Regions from separate parts of the Rattus norvegicus genome. Here region 1 is linked to region 2. A link is a contact called in public Hi-C data. All regions are on one chromosome and are shown on one strand. Each heading gives the region's core, a stretch centred on a gene start, on an enhancer-like site or on the middle of the called end of the contact. The rest is flanking DNA. Distances are from core to core; before and after follow the strand shown.

Region 1 (2,774 bases), core at 8-2,507, 68 kb after region 2:
CAGTGCTCTTAACCACTGAGCCATCTCTCCCGTGGTCATCATCAGTGACGATGGTGCTATTCAAACCTGAGTGTGTTTCAAGGACACCAGAGTATTCTTAAAGTTTCTGGTTCTCATCTGGGATGGAACTTAAGCATTTACATTTCTTACTACCTCCCAGCTGGTGCTGCTTCAGGAGGATAATAATCTGAAGACATTTTAATTAGCACAAGCTCCCATCTTACAGAAGAAGAAATGCGCCCACTGTTTAAATGAGTATCTCGTCCTGAGTCTTTTGGTTATCAGAGCTAGGACAAGAATCTCATCCTCTCTCTCCTTCCGCTCTAAACACTTCACTAAGTGCTCTAAAAGCAAGAATATCCTCTGTCATGATCACACTAAAATTACATTATGAAGAAACTAACATTAAAACAATATGGACTTGGTTCAAATTTCAGCAACTTTTCCTTAGTGGGATCAGCCCGATTGAGTCGCACCTTACCGGTTTCCTTTACTCTGAAACAGCCCTGACTCTGTTCTCTGTCTTTCAGGACCTTGATAGGTTTAAGGGGTACACGTCAGTTACCCTAAAGAACCACCTGAAATTTAGGTTTATCTGATGCTTCCTTGTGATAAAACTCAAGTTCTGAATTTGGGGCACACACACATATCACAACAGTGGGCACCTGAGGTCGCCTTGTCCCATTTCCAGCAACAGGAATGTTGAGCTCATGGTGAAAATGGTATCTGCTGGGTTTTTCCACAATAAAGTTATCAATTTTGCAATTAATGACATGTAAAGAGAGTTTGAGACTATGCAGGCCCATTCTTCCACACATTTCTTGTTCCAGTCTCATTAGCCACTGGTGCTTTCTCTGAATGTGGTTGTTATCAGGAGGTGACTTTAATGGTATTCTTTTCTTCTCATTTGTTTACAGGAATTTTACATTAAATTTTACATAGAATTTCTCTTCTGATTTGTCTTCTTCATTGATTCATATCAGGGAAGATTTGTAGATTCTTTGACTCCAGAATTCATGTCTCGGTCTCTAAGTTAAATCTCTTCCTACCATGTGGCACTGTGATTTACAAAACTATTAATTCAGAATAGTTATTACCTTATCACATTCATTCAGAGGCAAGACTGATGTACAGTCACATGAAGCTTAACAGAAGAGACTTACTGTGAGGAACGAGTTGTTAGTTTCACAATTGTATCTGAACATCACTGAGCACAGCTTACACAAACCTTGAAAGTAGAGGTCACTCACCCACTATTACCCCTTGATGCAATCAAGAGATGCTGTAATCAGAGATGTATTTGGCTACTGTTGGCACAGTATTATGCTTCACCGTAATTATTTCTCTCCACAATAAACAGTACTCTTTAAAATGATGACTAAAAGCATACAGGCTGGAGAGATGACTGAGTTGCTATGAATGCTTGCTGAGTAATCAGGAGGACCAGAGTTCAGATTCCAGCAACTGCATAAGAACATTCCAGCAACTCCAGCTTTGAGAGATCTGAAACCCTCTTCTGGGATACACATGTGCAGAGAGGCATGCACAACACCCACACCTACACACATGGCTGTATATATTCACACACACATACACACACTCACACACACTTTCACACACACTTTCACACACACTCACACTCATACACTCACACTTACACACTCACACACAGTCATACACACACTCACACATACACACATATATAAACACACACTCTCACACATATGCTCACATATACATACACACTCACACACAGGTACACACATACACACATATATACATATATATACACACAAGCAGACACAGACTCACACTCACTTACACACACACACACACACATACACACACACACACACACGCAGACTCATGTAAATAGAGGATCGAGAGATGGCTAAGCAGTGAAGAGCACTTGCCGCCCTGCTCTTGTGAATGATCCAAGCATCTGTGTTGGGAGGTTCACAACCTCCTACAATTCCAGCTCCAGGGGATCTAGCACCCTCTTCCGGACTCCGCAAGCATCTGCCCTGGTGTGGATGAGCCACACTCTCACACACACATACTTTTAAAGTAATAAAAATAAATATTTTTTAAAGTATAGTATAGTCACTACACAAACCAATAAACGACTGCTTATCATGCTCATCAAGTGTTCTGCACCATGCATAATTGCATGTACTATGCTTTTATATGACTGATGGGCAGCACGAGTAGGTTTGTTTAGGCTAGCATCACCATAAACCATGTGAGCGATGCGTTCTGCTGCCGCCTGAGCGTGACTCCAGTGCTCTCAGACATTAGGAGTCTTCTGCTTCCTTAGAACCTTCTAAGGTCAGCATCCTGTGCCACGACTGATCGGGGCACTGCTGTGCTGCCCCGTGGCTACACTTCAAAACGACACACCGAATATGAAAAGTGTATGGCTAAAAATTAATTTTATGAGGACTAAAATACTGCAGCCCAGTCTACATAACAGTAACATCGGGCATGTTGTAAGTGAGAACCACACACAGACTTTGCATTTTTGGATAGTAATGTTAAAAAGCAGAGAGTAAACACTACCAAACCTAGTTGGAATATTTAAGAACATTTGCCAGAAACTTAATGGTTATCCTCTTTCTTAGCCAGTGCAGGGTCCAATTCAGAGCAGAGCACACCAGCTGTCCCAATGGAGCTCGGGCTATGGTGCTGGATATTTTCTGAGTCACAACAGCAATTTAAAATTTTTTCTTAAGTAGGGCATGGTGACTTACATCTATAACCCCAGCATCAGGAGA
Region 2 (3,120 bases), core at 178-2,677:
CCAGAAAAAGTCAAATTTCTGAAATCAATGCATGGTGTGATCGATGGACTGGATCTTAATATTTCAAAATTACTATGCCAGAACTTAAACTCAAAATAACTACACTTAAAATCACTCAAGGGAACTTTAATAAGCACATTTAATGTATACATATGGCCAAGACAAGTAATTTTCCACATTTTGAAGCTTCATGACCACACTCGTTCACTAGAGGTTATTATTATTAAAGTAATTCTGTTTGGTTATAAATCCCACTTCTGCAGTAACAGTATTACACTTGTGATGCCTGAACAATCATATGTGGGTGGGACAGGCTGTACAGTTTGCAAGTTAACGAACTGTGGCACTGCGGTACTCCTTCATGCAAGGGAAAAGTTCTACCAAATTCTAATGGTCATCTTCAAAGACACACGACCTCGGGTCCACCGGATGGTAAACATTACATAAACAAGACCAAAGTCAATTCATAAAACAAACGGCGACACCGAAACAAAGCTCTATAGTCACTTAAGCGTTATAAGGGGCGGGGAGGAGGGGGGGGATGCAGAGCACCTACGGGGAAAGGCTCAATTAACTGCTGCCCGTGCTTTCGTCCTCCGATCTTAAACAATAGGCGCTGGATGCTTTCGGTGGAGCGCTTTCTGCAGAGAGATTTTGGGTTGCAAACGCCCCTCCTCCACAGCCACCATCAGGCCCCTTTCTTCCACCTCCCTCAACCCTCCCAGCTCAAACAAATTAACATTCGTACTAAGGTACCTCCTATCAGCTCGCAGCTTCTTCCCAAACACGCCCACGCACCCTGAAACCCGCCTGCGTCTACACCGCACACGGCGGCAGGAAAAGCGCTTCGAGGGGGGCGGGGAGCCGCGGCAGCGCACAGGTCCGGGCTCCCTTCCAGGTCAGCTCCCCATCGCCTCCCAAGCCCGGTGTTTACGAGCCCGCCTAAGCCCACACAGCAAAGGAATTCCAGGAGCTGCGGGCAGATAGCGCGGCGGTGCGGGAGCCCCCCACCCCCGTCCGCGCGCGGCCTCAGCGGCGGCGGCAGCGCCGCTCACCCCGCGCTCCGCGGGCGGTTCGGCCCCGCAACAGGTCACCCGCCTCGGCTCCGTGAGGGGTGCAGGCGCCCGGCCCGAGAGGGGGTGTGGCTGGCGCGGCGGGGCCCGGCCCCGGCTCACCTGAAAGGCTGAGGCGACGCCGGGGCCTCCGCCACCGCGGGACCGCGAGCGACCCGCAGCCCGCCCTCCCGCGCCGAGCACCGCGGCCGCCGCCATTGCCCGCGCCTCCCCGCACGGCCGCCCGCCACGCCGACCTGTGCAGCCGCGGCTGTCGCCTCCACTTCGCCCGCAGCTCCGAGGCAGCGCTCGCCCAGCAGAGCAGTCGGCGTCTCTCATTCAGCGCCCGCCGCCGGCGCTCAGGGGAGGGGAGTGCGCCGGATCCACCCCGGCCGCGCAGGGGGCGCGCGCCGGGCGGGCGGGGCGGAGCGGCGCGCGCACCAACCGAGCGCGCTCGCGCGGCCGGGAACGCCGGGTCGCCGGGGTCTCGGCTCACGCTGCGGGCGCCGGGCTGTGCCCGCCGAGGCCAACTGCCGCCCGTACCGGTGTCCGCGGCGCGTGCCCCAGCCGCAGCCGCAGCGCGGGCCGCAGGGACCGGTCGAGCCACAGCTCGGGACGGACAGGTGGGGCCCAGCGGCTGCTCCGGCACGGGGTCTCCTTGGCGCCTGCAATGCGGGCGCCGCTCACCGCTCAGGCCAGAGGACAAAAGTCTGGATACGCTCGGCCCCCAGATCAAATACCCAGCCCATGCGGGCGGAGTCCTTTGGAGTCGTGGCGGACAAGTGGAGGGGCTGCAAATATAATCATCCCACAGCTGTGGGATCCTAAATGATGGAGGCAGTACTCTCACACATTATCATGCCGGAAGTATTGGGTCGGCGTCTTTAGGTGTTAAGCAGGGTGGCTGCCCCTGGTTTAATGAGCAAATAACAGAATTTTTGTCAACCCCCAGTCCCAGATTGATGAGTTCCAGGTGAACTGTATTTTCACGTCATTGCGGAAACGTGATTCTAAAAGGTGAAAATTTTTTCCTGCGAATGAAAGGGGATGGAAGGGTGTTGTTTCACGGGGTGCACCTAGGTGGCCTACTTAAACTTAGCACCATTTGATGCAGTGTGACTTAGTGGAAGGTTTTCAGTGAGCCACCTTGGTGTATCATTTGGTCATTCTGGAATAGATGCGGTCCTTTTCTAGGCAATGTACAGTAAAGGGTGGATTCTGTAGCAGCACCGAATGTAGATTGTGAAGGGACCAAAAGTGTTCGTTTGATTTCCTTGCTCCCTATAATAACTAATAAAAACAACGGATTGTTCTCTTATGCAGAAGAAAGTTAAGCACTGTTCCCTTTGTCTGCCTTCTGTGGAGAATGTAGATTGGTCATTCATCCTCTTGGTTAAATCACCCGCATGCAAAAGTAGGTGTAAGACAGAAACGAAGCAAGGAAAATCAATAAAGCCCAGTGCTGGTTTTTATTCCATTTTACATTGGAAGTCTCACCAATAGTGATGGAATCATTGATAGATGCACAGAAACCAAAAAGAAGGAAAAAAAAGAAAGAAAGAAAATTTCACCTGAGCATAGGCTAAAGAAAAGGGGTGGGGCTAAGAAACAGACTATTGAGAAAAAGGCTTCAGGACAATTATGAGTTTTCACTTAGATGCTATTTCCTACAAGTCCCGAAGAAACAACAAACTGAAGTGACAATTGGGGGGGGGGAACCTTTGAGTTACTGAGTAAATGTTTGATCTTTCTTTCCCCAAGTTAGTAAGAGATTAAGGAAAAGGTGGATGGCTATATGCCAACAAAAATACATTCAAATATATGTGTATACATTATATATATACAAAATATATTATATATACCATTATCCCATGTTATTAACTGCTTTTAAAATAGAAAAAGTAAGGCACCTCGGGTAATTTCATTTAGTATAAATGTCTTTCAGCTACTTTAAATTTGAATTGGGGCTTCATGAAAACAAAGATCCCATGTCCCCACAGCTGCCAGTTTACTGTAAAATTTCACAGTTTACTGTAAAATCACCGAAGTTTTCACTCCAGCTTTGAAG

What was found. Hi-C and Micro-C count contacts between places; a contact is called where the count stands out from the background.
Region 1: a Hi-C map of liver shows a contact between it and region 2, with 4 times the contacts expected there. The contact joins the enhancer-like site here to the promoter of Ralgps2 in region 2. A contact is called at or near these places in 3 of 12 Hi-C or Micro-C datasets (hepatocytes, kidney and liver).

Annotation. Positions count from the first base shown.
Region 1 is chr13:71,673,359-71,676,132 of GRCr8, forward strand. No RefSeq gene overlaps it. Among named protein-coding and RNA genes, the nearest start is that of Ralgps2, 68 kb to the left of the region's middle. Within about 2 kb of position 1,258, at least 5 of the 93 cell types and tissues checked have an H3K27ac peak or open chromatin away from gene starts, as enhancers often do. A contact at or near this core is called in hepatocytes and liver, where this site is marked.
Region 2 is chr13:71,605,312-71,608,431 of GRCr8, forward strand. Ralgps2 (Ral GEF with PH domain and SH3 binding motif 2) reads right to left here and starts at 1,428. Exons shown (of 20, transcript NM_001401396.1): 1 at 1,310-1,428.